Regions from separate parts of the Mus musculus genome. Here region 1 is linked to region 2. The links are chromatin contacts, called in public promoter capture Hi-C maps. All regions are on one chromosome and are shown on one strand. The core of a region is the stretch at or near the end of the contact, and the rest is flanking DNA. Distances in the headings are between cores, read along the strand shown. Region 1 has its middle 18 kb from the start of Usp54. Region 2 holds the start of Ecd (ecdysoneless cell cycle regulator).

Evidence for each region. Promoter capture Hi-C pulls out the DNA fragments that hold promoters and counts their contacts.
Region 1: a contact with region 2 is called in a promoter capture Hi-C map of fetal liver, with 5 times the contacts expected there. The contact joins the enhancer-like site here to the promoter of Ecd in region 2. A contact is called at or near these places in 12 of 39 promoter capture datasets (3T3-L1-derived adipocytes, the C10 cell line, the HPC-7 cell line and 7 more), 2 of 484 Hi-C or Micro-C datasets (CD4 T cells and natural killer cells), 12 of 115 datasets of contacts at active chromatin or transcription factors (the 230-238 cell line, the SCID.adh cell line, acute myeloid leukemia and 6 more) and 4 of 9 other capture datasets (adipose tissue, embryonic stem cells, liver and 1 more).

What each region holds. Positions count from the first base shown.
Region 1 is chr14:20,633,465-20,639,053 of GRCm38.p6, forward strand. It overlaps a transcript of Usp54 not described here. Among named protein-coding and RNA genes, the nearest start is that of Usp54, 18 kb to the left of the region's middle. Within about 2 kb of position 2,302, at least 8 of the 459 cell types and tissues checked have an H3K27ac peak or open chromatin away from gene starts, as enhancers often do.
Region 2 is chr14:20,346,038-20,351,976 of GRCm38.p6, forward strand. It overlaps Ecd (ecdysoneless cell cycle regulator), which reads right to left and starts at 2,084. Exons shown (of 14, transcript NM_027475.3): 1 at 1,757-2,084; 2 at 574-784. The coding sequence starts at 778. It overlaps Fam149b (family with sequence similarity 149, member B), which reads left to right and starts at 2,125. Exons shown (of 14, transcript NM_001024512.2): 1 at 2,125-2,357; 2 at 5,275-5,379. The coding sequence starts at 2,311.

The DNA of each region.
Region 1 (5,589 bases), core at 1,052-3,551, 290 kb after region 2:
ACACAAATGCACATAAAATTAATGAATACATGTTTTTAAACCTCAAAAATAAAGCTGGGTAGTGATGCATTCCTTTAATCCCAGAACTAAGGAAGCAGAGGCGAGTGGATCTTTTTGAGTTCGAGGCCAGCCTGATCTACAGAGTTCCAGGACAGCCAGGACTACATGGGGAAACCCTATCTTAAATAAATGAAGGAAAGGAAGAAAGAAGGGAAGGAAGGAAAGGAGGGAGGGAGGGAGGGAGGGAGGGAGGAAGGAAAACCCCAAAAGTATATGATTATAGGAAAGAAGGGATAAAAGGAGGATGAACAAGGGCCTAAATGGAAATTTTATCAAGTAAGATATACAAATGACCAAAGAGCATCTCAGAATACTAACCAGTAGGGAAAGGACACTCATAATAAAATTGATACAACATAGCACACCATTAAGAATACTTTTTGTGCTGGGCATAATGGTGCACACATTTAACCCAGCACTTGGGAGGCAGAGACAGGTGAAATCTGTGAGTTCGAGACCAACCCCGTCTACATAGTGGGTTCCTGGACAGTCAGGGCTATGTAGAGAGACCTTATCTCCTGAGGTAGGGATGGGGGTGAACAGAAACGGAGACAGAGACGACGGGGGGGGGGGGGGGGGGGAGAAAACTGTCCAAATTCAATATGAAGAAACTAAACTTTAAATGAAATCATCATCTTTATCTACCATGTATGGTTACCTGTTTTCAGTTTGTTCCTGTTAATAATAAATGGTGTAAAATTAGTACTTTTATAGTCCCTGGAGGAGCAGAAGCAAATTCAGACTTCCAAAACAACAAAAGAAGACTGTTTCAATGAAAAGAAGTACATCTAGGCTGTCCTGAGCAGGGTGAGAGGGGAGGACCACTTCCAGACCATTCCATGTATCACTGAACCCTGCCAAGCATCTCTCCATCTTCTGGACAAGTTTCTCTTTCAGTTCTCAAGGATTTGTGTATCTGCTTATTCTTTTGCTCAAAACTTTTCTTGGAAATATGTCTCAATGTCTCAAAAATAACTCACAAAAACATGTGAGTGTTTTCCAGACAGAGTTTCTCTGTGTAACAGCCCTGGCTGTCCTGGGACTTGCTTTAGAGTCCAGGCTGGCCTTGACTAAGTGGGTAATGGGTACCCACTTAGATAAAGAAGTGTTGGAGGGGGGCTGGTGAGATGGCTGAGCAGTTAAGAGCACTGACTGCTCTTCTGAAGGTCCTGAGTTCAAATCCCAGAAACCACATGGTGGCTCACAACCATCTGTAATGAGATCTGGTGCCCTCTTCTTGTGTGTTGGAAGATAGCTACAGTATTCTTATGTGTAATAATAAATAAATCTAGAAAGAAAGAAAGAAAGAAAGAAAGAAAGAAAGAAAGAAAGAAAGAAAGAAAGAAAGAAAGAAAAGTGTTGGGGGAGGGGAACCCTCTCCACCCACCCCCTCCTCCCAAGACAGGGTTTCTCTGTGTAACCCTGGGTGTTCTGGAACTCCCTTTGTAGAACGAACTCAGATCTACCTGACCCTGTCTTCTAAGTCTTGGAATTAAAGGTATGTACCACCTTGCCCAGCTAAATCTGTAACCCCCACTTAAAAAGAAAAAAGAAAAAATGACCCAGTAGTGTATACACACACACACCAGATATAAAAGGCACTTAGATACATTATCTGAATGCATTTATCCTATGTAGGATGTATAAATACAATATAAGGGAAGTCAGTAGTAAGTTTGTACTTTGTCTTTTTAAAACATTTTTTTCAAGATTTATTTATTTAGTTTATTTAAGTACACTGTAGCTGTCTTCAGACACACCACAAGAGGGTATGAGATCTCATTACAGATGGCTGTGAGCAACCATGTGGTTGCTGGAATTTGAACTCAGCACCTCTGGAAGAGCAGTCAGTGTTCCATAAAAACTATGGAAAAGGTAGAGAATAAGTATCTGCCCAGAAGTCAGCCACAAATGGACATCCACCTTACTCCCACTCCACAAGGCTCAGCCACAAACGGACATCTGCCTCACTCCCACCCCACAAGGCTCAGGCCACTGAGACTCTAAGAGACAGACACGGGGAATATCACAGAGAAAGCTGTCTTCTGGACAGGACAGCACCCCTGCATTCACAAACTTGAGGGAGCTGTGGTTGCCTACACAAGAGTAGCACAAGACCAAGTCAGCTGACATTCCAGCTTGGAAGAGGTAGGGACTCACCATGCCCCACTACTGACCAGAAACTCTTGACTGTTGATGGCTTCTGTGGGAAGGAGGTCAGTTTCCTTTAAGGGTGTGGCCCTGCTAGGTAAACTTGCACTCCACTGGATAGGCCGACACCCGTGAGTATGTGGCCAGGCCCCAGTCAGACTCAGTGTATTAAAATAATTTAAAAAACAAAATGGGTAGGAGGCATGATGGCACACATCTTTAATCCCAACACTCAAAAGGGAGAGGTAGGTGGGTCTCTGTGAGTTCAAGGCCAGCCTGAGCTACAAAGCAAGCTCTCTGTCAACCAGGGTTGTTACAAAGAGAAACTCTGTTTCAAAAAAACAAAAAACAAAACAAAAAAGCTATTTACAGATACATAAAACTTTCATTTCTGGCCAACCAGATAGCTCAGAGTACAAATACACTTACTGCCAAACCCAAGGACCTGAGTTCAATGCCCGAACTTACACGGTGGAAAGAACTGAGTCCTGCAAGTTGTCTTTTGACTTTCTCCAAACACACCATGGCATGCATATACCCACTCACAAACATTCACTAATAAATGTATTTTAAAAATACAATTATCTGGGCAGTGGTGGCGCACACTTTTAATTCCAGCACTTGGGAGGCAGAGGCAGGAGGATTTCTGAGTTTGAGGCCAGTCTGGTCTACAGAGTGAGTTCCAGAACAGCCAGGGCTACACAGAGAAACCCTGTCTTGAAAAAACAAAACAAAACAACAAACAAACCAATTAGGGCTGGAGAGACACCTCAGGGATTAAGAGCACTGACTGCTCTTCCAGAGGTCCTGAGTTCATTTTCCAGCATCCACAATCACATAGCAGCTCATGACCAACTGTGATGGGATCCAATGCCCTCTTCTGGTTTGTCTGAAGAAAGTGACAGTGTACTCACATACATAAAATAAGTAAATAAATCTCATATATATATGTGTGTGTGTGTGTGTATGTATATGTACATATATATGTATGTATGTATATGTATGGGCTGGAGAGATGGCTTAGCAGGTTAGAGTACTTGCTGCTCTTGCAAAAGGACAAGTTCTATTCCCAGGCTTCACTTGGTGCCTCACAACCATAAGTAACTCTAGTTCCAGGAGATCCAATGCCCTCTTCTAACCTCACTAGGGACACATGTGGTATATATATTTATCTATAGATAAACATCCATACACATAAATCTTTAAAAATAGTGTGTGTGCGTGTTTAATTTTAACCAAAAATTTCAAGTAAGATGTACTTTACTCAGCAGGTAAAGGCGCTTCCCACTAAAGCTATCACCTGAGTGTGAACCCCAGAAGCCACATGATAGAAGAAAAAGAAGCAATTCCACAAGTTGTCCTCTGATCTCTACATGAAACCCATATACATTAACAAAAAATAATGTAAAAACCATGAAAGCAGATCTGTGTGTATATGTATGTGTCTATCTCTCTGTATATATGTATGCATAAATTTGTGACAGTCAGGGGCTGGTGAGATGGCTCAACGGGTAAAAGCACCGACTGCTCTTCCGAAGGTCATGAGTTCAAATCCCACCAACCTTATGGTGGCTCACAACCACCTGTAACAAGATCTGATGCCCTCTTCTGGTGTGTCTGAAGACAGCCACAGTGTACTTACATATAATAAATAAATCTTTTAAAAAAATTAAAAAATAAAAAATAAATTTGTGACAGTATACCAAGAAGGAAACACTGCCATATAAAAATATTTAGTTAACTACCTTAGAGTCTAATACCATTCCCCAGAGGCAGGGATGATAGTGATTCCCTGTAATCCCAGCATTGGGAGACAGAAGCAGGAGGATCGGGTTCAAAGCCAACTTCAACTCCTTTTTAAATTCAGGGAAGCCTGTTTATCTGAGATCCTTCCTCAAAAAAAAAAAACAAAAAAAACAAAAAACCATAAAACAAAAAACAAAATCGGCCCAGTGAGAGCTCAGAGGGCAGAGGCCCTTTCCTGCAGGACTAGATTACTTGCTTTTATCCCAGATCCCACAAGGTTACAACTCCCATAGTCCTATGACACCTACATGCTCACACACACAGACATGCAATTCACACAATTAATAGATACATTTCTAATGTTTTTAAAGTTTTGGGTTGTTTGTTTGTTTGTTTTTTAACATGAGTACACTGTGCTGTCTTCATACACACCAGAGGAAGGCATCAGATCTCATTACAGATGGCTGTGAGCCACGATGTGGTTGCTGGGATTGAACTCAGGACCTCTGGAAGAGCAGTCAGTGCTCTTAACCTGTGAGCCATCTCTCCAGCCCACATTTTTAATTTTTAAAGTTGAAAAAAAATAAGCCCAGCAGTAGTAGCACATGCCTTTGGAACTCAAGGCAAAGGTAGGTGGATCTCTTTGAGTTCAAGGTCAGCCTGGTCTACAGAGAAAGTTCCAGGACAGCCAAGGTTACATAGGGAAACCCAGTCTCAAAAAATAAAAACAAACAAAAACTTTAAAAGATAAAAACAAAATTTAATTTTTGCCAGCATTGTGCAACATACTTGTTATCTCAAGGACTTGAGCCATGGTCGTGGAGACAGGAAGATCAAGAGTTCATGGCATCCTCAGCTACAAAGGGCATCTTAGGCTAAAGAAGAGTCTATCTCATTTAACACTAACTATTACTGAAGAGTATCAAATGAAAAGTAACATTTGGGACTAAAGAGATGACTCAGCAGTTAAAAGTACTTGTTGCTCTTACAGAGGGGCCAGGTTTAGTGCCCAGGACCTAAATCTGTTCACAAGTGTCTATAACTCTCTTCTAGTTCCCACAGGCACCAGGCACTCATGTAATAGAAACACATAGTAGCAGGCAAAACATTCATACACACAAAATTAAATTTTTAAAAAGTATCATTTGCCTCATATATGAATATAAATAAAATAAATAACCATTTCCACTACTAAAACATTTTCTGAGAGCTTGCAAATGTTAATTATTTCTTGTTACAACTATTTTCCCAAGACTAGTTCCCTATACAATTATACACAGCATGAATATTATAATTTATTCAAGTCCCTGTATAACAATATAAACCCTCAAATTTAACATCATGCTAATATTCAAATTAGATTCTCATGTGTAGTATAAATATATGAGGAAGGAAACCCTATTAAGAGATACCCCTTCCTTGCCGGGTGTGGTGGCTCACGCCTTTAATCCCAGCACTTGGGAGGCAGAGGCAGGTGGATTTCTGAGTTCGAGGCCAGCCTGGTACATTTATTATGTCACGCTTATGTCTCATTATTGTCTCCCACGTGGGTTCTAAGCAATTAAAGACACAGAACCTTATACCTTTTATGTTTATACTCTGAGGTCTTCCATACAAAATAGTCTCAATAAA
Region 2 (5,939 bases), core at 834-3,333:
CTAACACATTAGCACTGAAGTGTGAACAGGAATGGCGGGATCCAAAGATCCAAGGCTCCCGATCCTCAACAGTCACTCTGAGTCACTGAGTAAATACAGCCTGGCTGCACTCATTCATTTTCATAACGTTAGAAGACATGACAGAACAGATGACTGTATTTTGCTAGAGTTGGACGTAAGCACTGGTGACAGCAGTAAAGGACACCGGAAATGCTTCTGGGTGGCAACGGACAGTAACAAAACCCATTTAGTTGTTTTTATTGGCCAGACAAAGTCACTCTTGGATTCTCAGGAAAACAGCTACATGAAACAAAGCAACCTCCCACAGGCATCATGGAGATAAGTCCTGCGCAGAGAAAAAGAACTGTGACTAAGTCCCAAGCCTGGGCCTTCGCAGCACCAGCACTCACACTTAGGCACAGTGAGAGAGTCCATACCACAGCCACAGTCCCCGCATCCCTAGCCATAAAGATATTCTATAGAGTTAAAGTTAGGGGCTTGGCTATATGTGGGCAGACGTCAGTGGCTTTTAAGGTTATGGAACAAGTCTCTCAGAAGGAAGGCTTACTTTACCTTTTGCAGGCTTGTATTTGAGATTGAAAGGCTGATTCTGCCAGATATAAGGGACCAGTATGGGTGCGAACTGGGTCATTATCCGTTCAATGTACTTCTGAAGAATCTCTCTGTGCTCTTCTGTGCCTCTGGCTTTATCTGGTATCAGGAAGAGATGGTACTCCACAGCATCCTCTACCATTGCGAGCTTTCCACTGCCCTCCATTCTTCTCTAAAAATGGCCATCAAAGTTCAAGGGACATAAGCCACACAAAAGGAGAAATAACAGCATTCTCAGAATTCTTCTAGGTGACTACATTATTTCCCCCAAATTTGATACACACCTACCATCATGGTTCCGGCCTTTACCAGACACCACTTGATTTATCCTCTGAATAACAGACTTAAAACTATCTTCCTTAAAATTAAATTATGTGAACTGGAAACCTTGATATTATGGAGTAAATGAAAGTCCAACAACTCACTTCCCAAACCAAAGAAGTATGTGAGGATAAAAGTTAAAAATAGCTAGGTGTGCCTATGGTCTCAGCTGAGAGATCAAGGCAAAAGGATCACCTGGGTCCAGGATTTTGAGGCTAGGCTAGGTAACATAAGACGATCCTTTCTCACAAATAAATAAATGTTTGCCCTTCAGTCGGCAGCAGTGTGTGTAACACAGTTTGAAAACATTCCATTACTATCCATTATTCTCTCACACCTTCCAACCGTGCTTCAGTCGGTGGCATACTTTGGGCACTTTACTTTCTTGAGCTTTCTACTTAGTCGTGAAATGAAAGTGTTAGTCTGCCGTCTCTAAAACACCTTCCTTTAAAATTGTGTTACTAGGTGCGTTAAAAAGCAATGCCCCTTGCTCTACAGGGCTTCTATAGAAGATTTAAAAGTGCCAACACTTGCGTGTCGGAGTTTCGTCCCAAAATAATTGGTCATGGTTCCGGATGCCCACCTAACGCAGCAATTTAATTCCTAAGCTTACTTGGCTTTGCAATGAACCAATAAGGAACCTGCACCTTCTATGCAACTACCCACTCACCACTGTAAATTAGAATCGTGCTGCCTCTCACCCTGGCGGATCAAGGAAAAACTCTACCCACCCTCACCCTAAATCCAAGCAGGGCTCTTTATGTAGAATTTACAGAGTCAGAATTGGACTTGAGATCATGGGAATTAATGAAAAATGACATACCCGAGAGTACAGAAGAGGAGCCACCAGGAGCACTGTCCTGGCGCGGTATAGTGCTCCTTCACCAAACTAGACGCTCTTCTTCCACCTGACAAAAGTAAAGCGATCCCTTTCAATAGCTCTCTCGTGCGCCTCTGCTCTGGCACCTTTCCTTGGCTGCCTCTTCCAGCAGGACACTTGGTCAGAGGCGACCACCAACCGCCCAATCCCGGCCCATGCTGGGTCCTCGCGTTCGCTTGGGCCCTGATCCACGCCTGAACGCCTGCAAGTCGTGAGGCTCGGAACCCTGAGTATAGTCTCTAGTGCGCATCGGAGCCAATTTCCGAAAGACGCTGTACCTTCGTCACTTCCGCTCATGAGAGGAAGGAGGCAGGTCGGAAGACTATAGAGTGGGAACTCTGGGAGGTGGCGGTCCGGAATCTAAGCGACGGGGCGAGACGGGGCGAGACGGGGCCGGTAGGTGGCAGGAGGGGGCCGGGCCGGAGCCGGCGGGAGGGCCAGGCCCCGAGGCCCCCGCCCTGGCTTGCCCGCCCTGGCCGCAGAGGAGAAAAAGGAGGATGATCTCCAGATACACTCGGAAGGCCGTGCCGCAGAGCGTGGAGCTGTGAGTGGATTGCTCTGCTCGCCCAGCTTGGGCCGCCGGAGCTCAAGGGACCTTATAAGGCCCGTCCTCTCCTTTCCCGTCCCAGACATAGGGAGGGAAAATACTATCCCGGATTCTCACCTCCCAGCCCTGGTGGAAGCTGCCTTTTGTCTTTGGGTCACCAGCTTAGGGTGTGCCTTTGGGACTGTTAGGTCCTGAATTGAGGGAGTGCTGCATCCGTTGTTCCCACAGTGCTTTTGACCCCACTGAAGATAATAGCTTAAATGCTACAATAACGTTGAACGTGTCTAGTTCAGAACACCATGCAAAGCTGTTTGCTTGAATGCAATAGCGAAATCAGGTTGAGACCAACTTTGCACATCCTACAAATAAAGATCACAGGTCTAAAGGTTGTATCTAGAAGGTGGTGCAGCTCAGACGTACAAACCAAGGGTCAATCCGATTGTAAAGCCTGTTGTCAAGCAATTCACACATTGCCGTCACACCCCCTGCAAATAATGCTAAAAAGCAAGCACTTTGGTAGTTTAAAAACCTGCTTTGTACCCTTAGTAAAGTGTAACATAGAGCCTTATATCTACTGACTGGTACTTTGCAATTTCAAAAGAACCTGCAGTTTCTTGGTCCTTTCAGCAGTTCTGAAAGATTGCTGTAACTAGCTTCTGTTGCTCAGATAAAATTAGAAAGCTTCCACATCTGAACCCAATAGGGCCTGAACGTTTAAACCAAGTCCCATTGGTCCTCCTCATTGAAGTAAGCAATTTCAACAGCCATACACTTATTATGCATTCCAATAACATTCATTTAAAGTCACACCTGAGATTTTTAGATGGATACTTTTCTTGCCACTTAGCTTTTAGGAAATTTAACTAGATCTGGGCCTTCCTGTCTATGTATACAACTAAGATGTACAAGTATACCTAAAATGATGACGTAGGGCTGGTACATAATAGATCCTCAATAAGTGATAGCACTACTTTCTTCTTCCCGCCTTTACTTGGTAAAAGAGCCATACAAAGAAGAGAACCTCTCCTTGCTTTTCAGAAGCATGTTATCTATTAAGGAATATGTTATTTGCACAACAGCAAATCAGATAATAAGCTCCTTAGGGAATAAAACTAAGAAATAATCATTTCCCCAAAGTGAGAAGGATTTAACTTAAAATCTGCTTTTAATTTTTAAAATTCCATTTAGTGTATCATGCACATGCGCGTGCACCATAGCACACATTTGTTTTTTTGATTTTTTTTTTTTTTTTTTTTTTTTTGGTTTTTTGAGACAGGGTTTCTCTGCGCAGTCCTGGCTGTCCTGGAACTCACTCTTTAGACCATGCTGGTCTTGAACTCAGAAATCCACCTGCCTCTGCCTCCCAAGTGCTGGGATTACAGGTGTGCGCCACCACTGCCCGGCCCATAGCACACATTTGGAGGTTAGTAGACAGCTTCCAAGAGTCACTCATTCCATTATGTGAGTCTTGTTGATTGAACTCAGGTCATGAGGCTTGGTGGCAAGTACCTTTATTTACTGGGCCATCTTATCAGCCCCAGATTTGCTTTTATAATTATTTCTAACCAGAGATGTTAAAAATACATGTTGTATGAAGACACTCTGGATAGGCATCTCCTGAGCTGAAATTTCTGACCCTGTGTATTGTACTACTTGTTCTTGATGCTGTTTTTTATAGTTCCTAAAAATAGCCTTTCCCAAAGGGAATCATAATAGAGTGAGCAATGAGGATTAAATGCATAGAAATGATAGTGTATTTAAATGAATGTTTAATGTTAGCTGTTACAGAGCCCATCCATTTTGAAGTAGTAGCATTCTTTAGCAGTTACTAGTTATAGATGTTAAAAAGGGGTTAGCAAGGTTGATTGTCTCAGTGTAGTCTCCCACACCCTTTTTTGGTTCTGAGAAATGAACTTAGTACCTCAGATATGCTAGGAAGTACCACTGCTAAGCTATATTTCCAGCCTTGACTTTCATTTAAAATTTGTATTTACACATATAAGCAAGGTGTGAGGTTTGTGTGTGTGTGTGACCACCTCAAAATGTAAAACATTCATAATTTTTTAATCATCTACCTGCTGGGCACTACTCCTCTGGAGTCTATTTTCTGCTGGGGCTTGTCTGCTGGAATAAACAATACATTAGTTATTCTATCTTCCAGACATAGTTATCTAGAGCAGGCATTGTTTCCCCACAAAATTGTCTAGTCAGACATACCCAGGAGACAAGGTAGGTTAAACAGAGGCTTACAAGTTTCTCTGCCCACACATCATGAATCCCTAGTGCATGCGTTTCACTTAAAACAGAATTAAATAACTGCTTATGATGTATGATTAGCTAAGTGAGAGTCAGTGTTAAATCTAAGTGGTCTGGCTCCAAACATTCTCAGTGGAGGTGAGCATTCCGAGATTTTACTGAATTGTATTGTATTTATTTGTAAAGTTAAGAATGTACGCTTGAATTTTTTTCTCTAGTGGTAGACATGATTTAAAAGTATATGGTAGGGCTGAAAAGGTGGCTCAAAAGTTAAGAATACTTATTGTTCTTGTCGAGGATCTGAGTTTAGTTCCAAACAGGGGCTCACAGTTGCCTGTAACTCAAAGTCCAGATCTGACATCCTTTGTGCATGTGGTACATATGAAGCATAGACACCTACACATGATTTTTTTAAAAAATGTTAAAGTATGTTCACTAGGGGCTAACAAGATGGTTAGCATGTAAAAGTACTTGCCACCAAGGCTGACAACCAAGTTCAGTTTCAGGACTCACAAAGTGGAAGGAGAGAACCAACTCTCACAGGTTGGTCGCAGTCTTCACATACACACCATGGCATGCGTGTACATGTACAATACTGTAAGTGTGACTTCTTTACAGGAAATGTAAAATATAAAGACAGCTTTATTATCCTTCCCAGGAAAGGACTAACAAAGCACGCTCTTAACCACCACCCCCTTCCAGAGCGACTGGATGACATTTCCTCTACCAACAACAGCCATGGAAAAGATACAAGTTCTCACAGGTACTGCCACACAGCATGCGTGCTTGCTTGTTGCACTTGCTAATGGCAAAGGGTTTGTTCATTCGGACCACACCTGTGCTCGTGAGACCAAACAAGAAATGTTATCTCTGTGAGAGCCTAAGGCTGGAGGCTTGCTGAAGCTTGGACTTGTAAAGCGCTCCCCCCCTTTGTGGTGTGTGTGTGTGTGTGTGTGTGTGTGTGTGTGTGTGTGAGAGAGAGAGAGAGAGAGAGAGAGAGAGAGAGAGAGAGAGAGAGAGAACACGCTTGTACAGACACCTGTAGGTGCACAGAGAGGCTAGAGTTCTCTGTGTGTGTGCATGTGCACGCATGCCACGAGCTGCCCATGGTGCTGAGAGATGAACTTGGGCCAACTTGTAAAATAGTTCATGCTCTAACTTTAGAGACAGCTCTGCAGCCCACCAGAAGTAATATGTAGCTAAGTAGGTAAATTAAAAAATGGATCAGATACGTGATTTTAATTCTGTTCCTGGCATTTATTAGTTGAGTACCATTGGGCAAGTGAAATACTGGATAATGAATAGAAAAATAATAATCAGAAG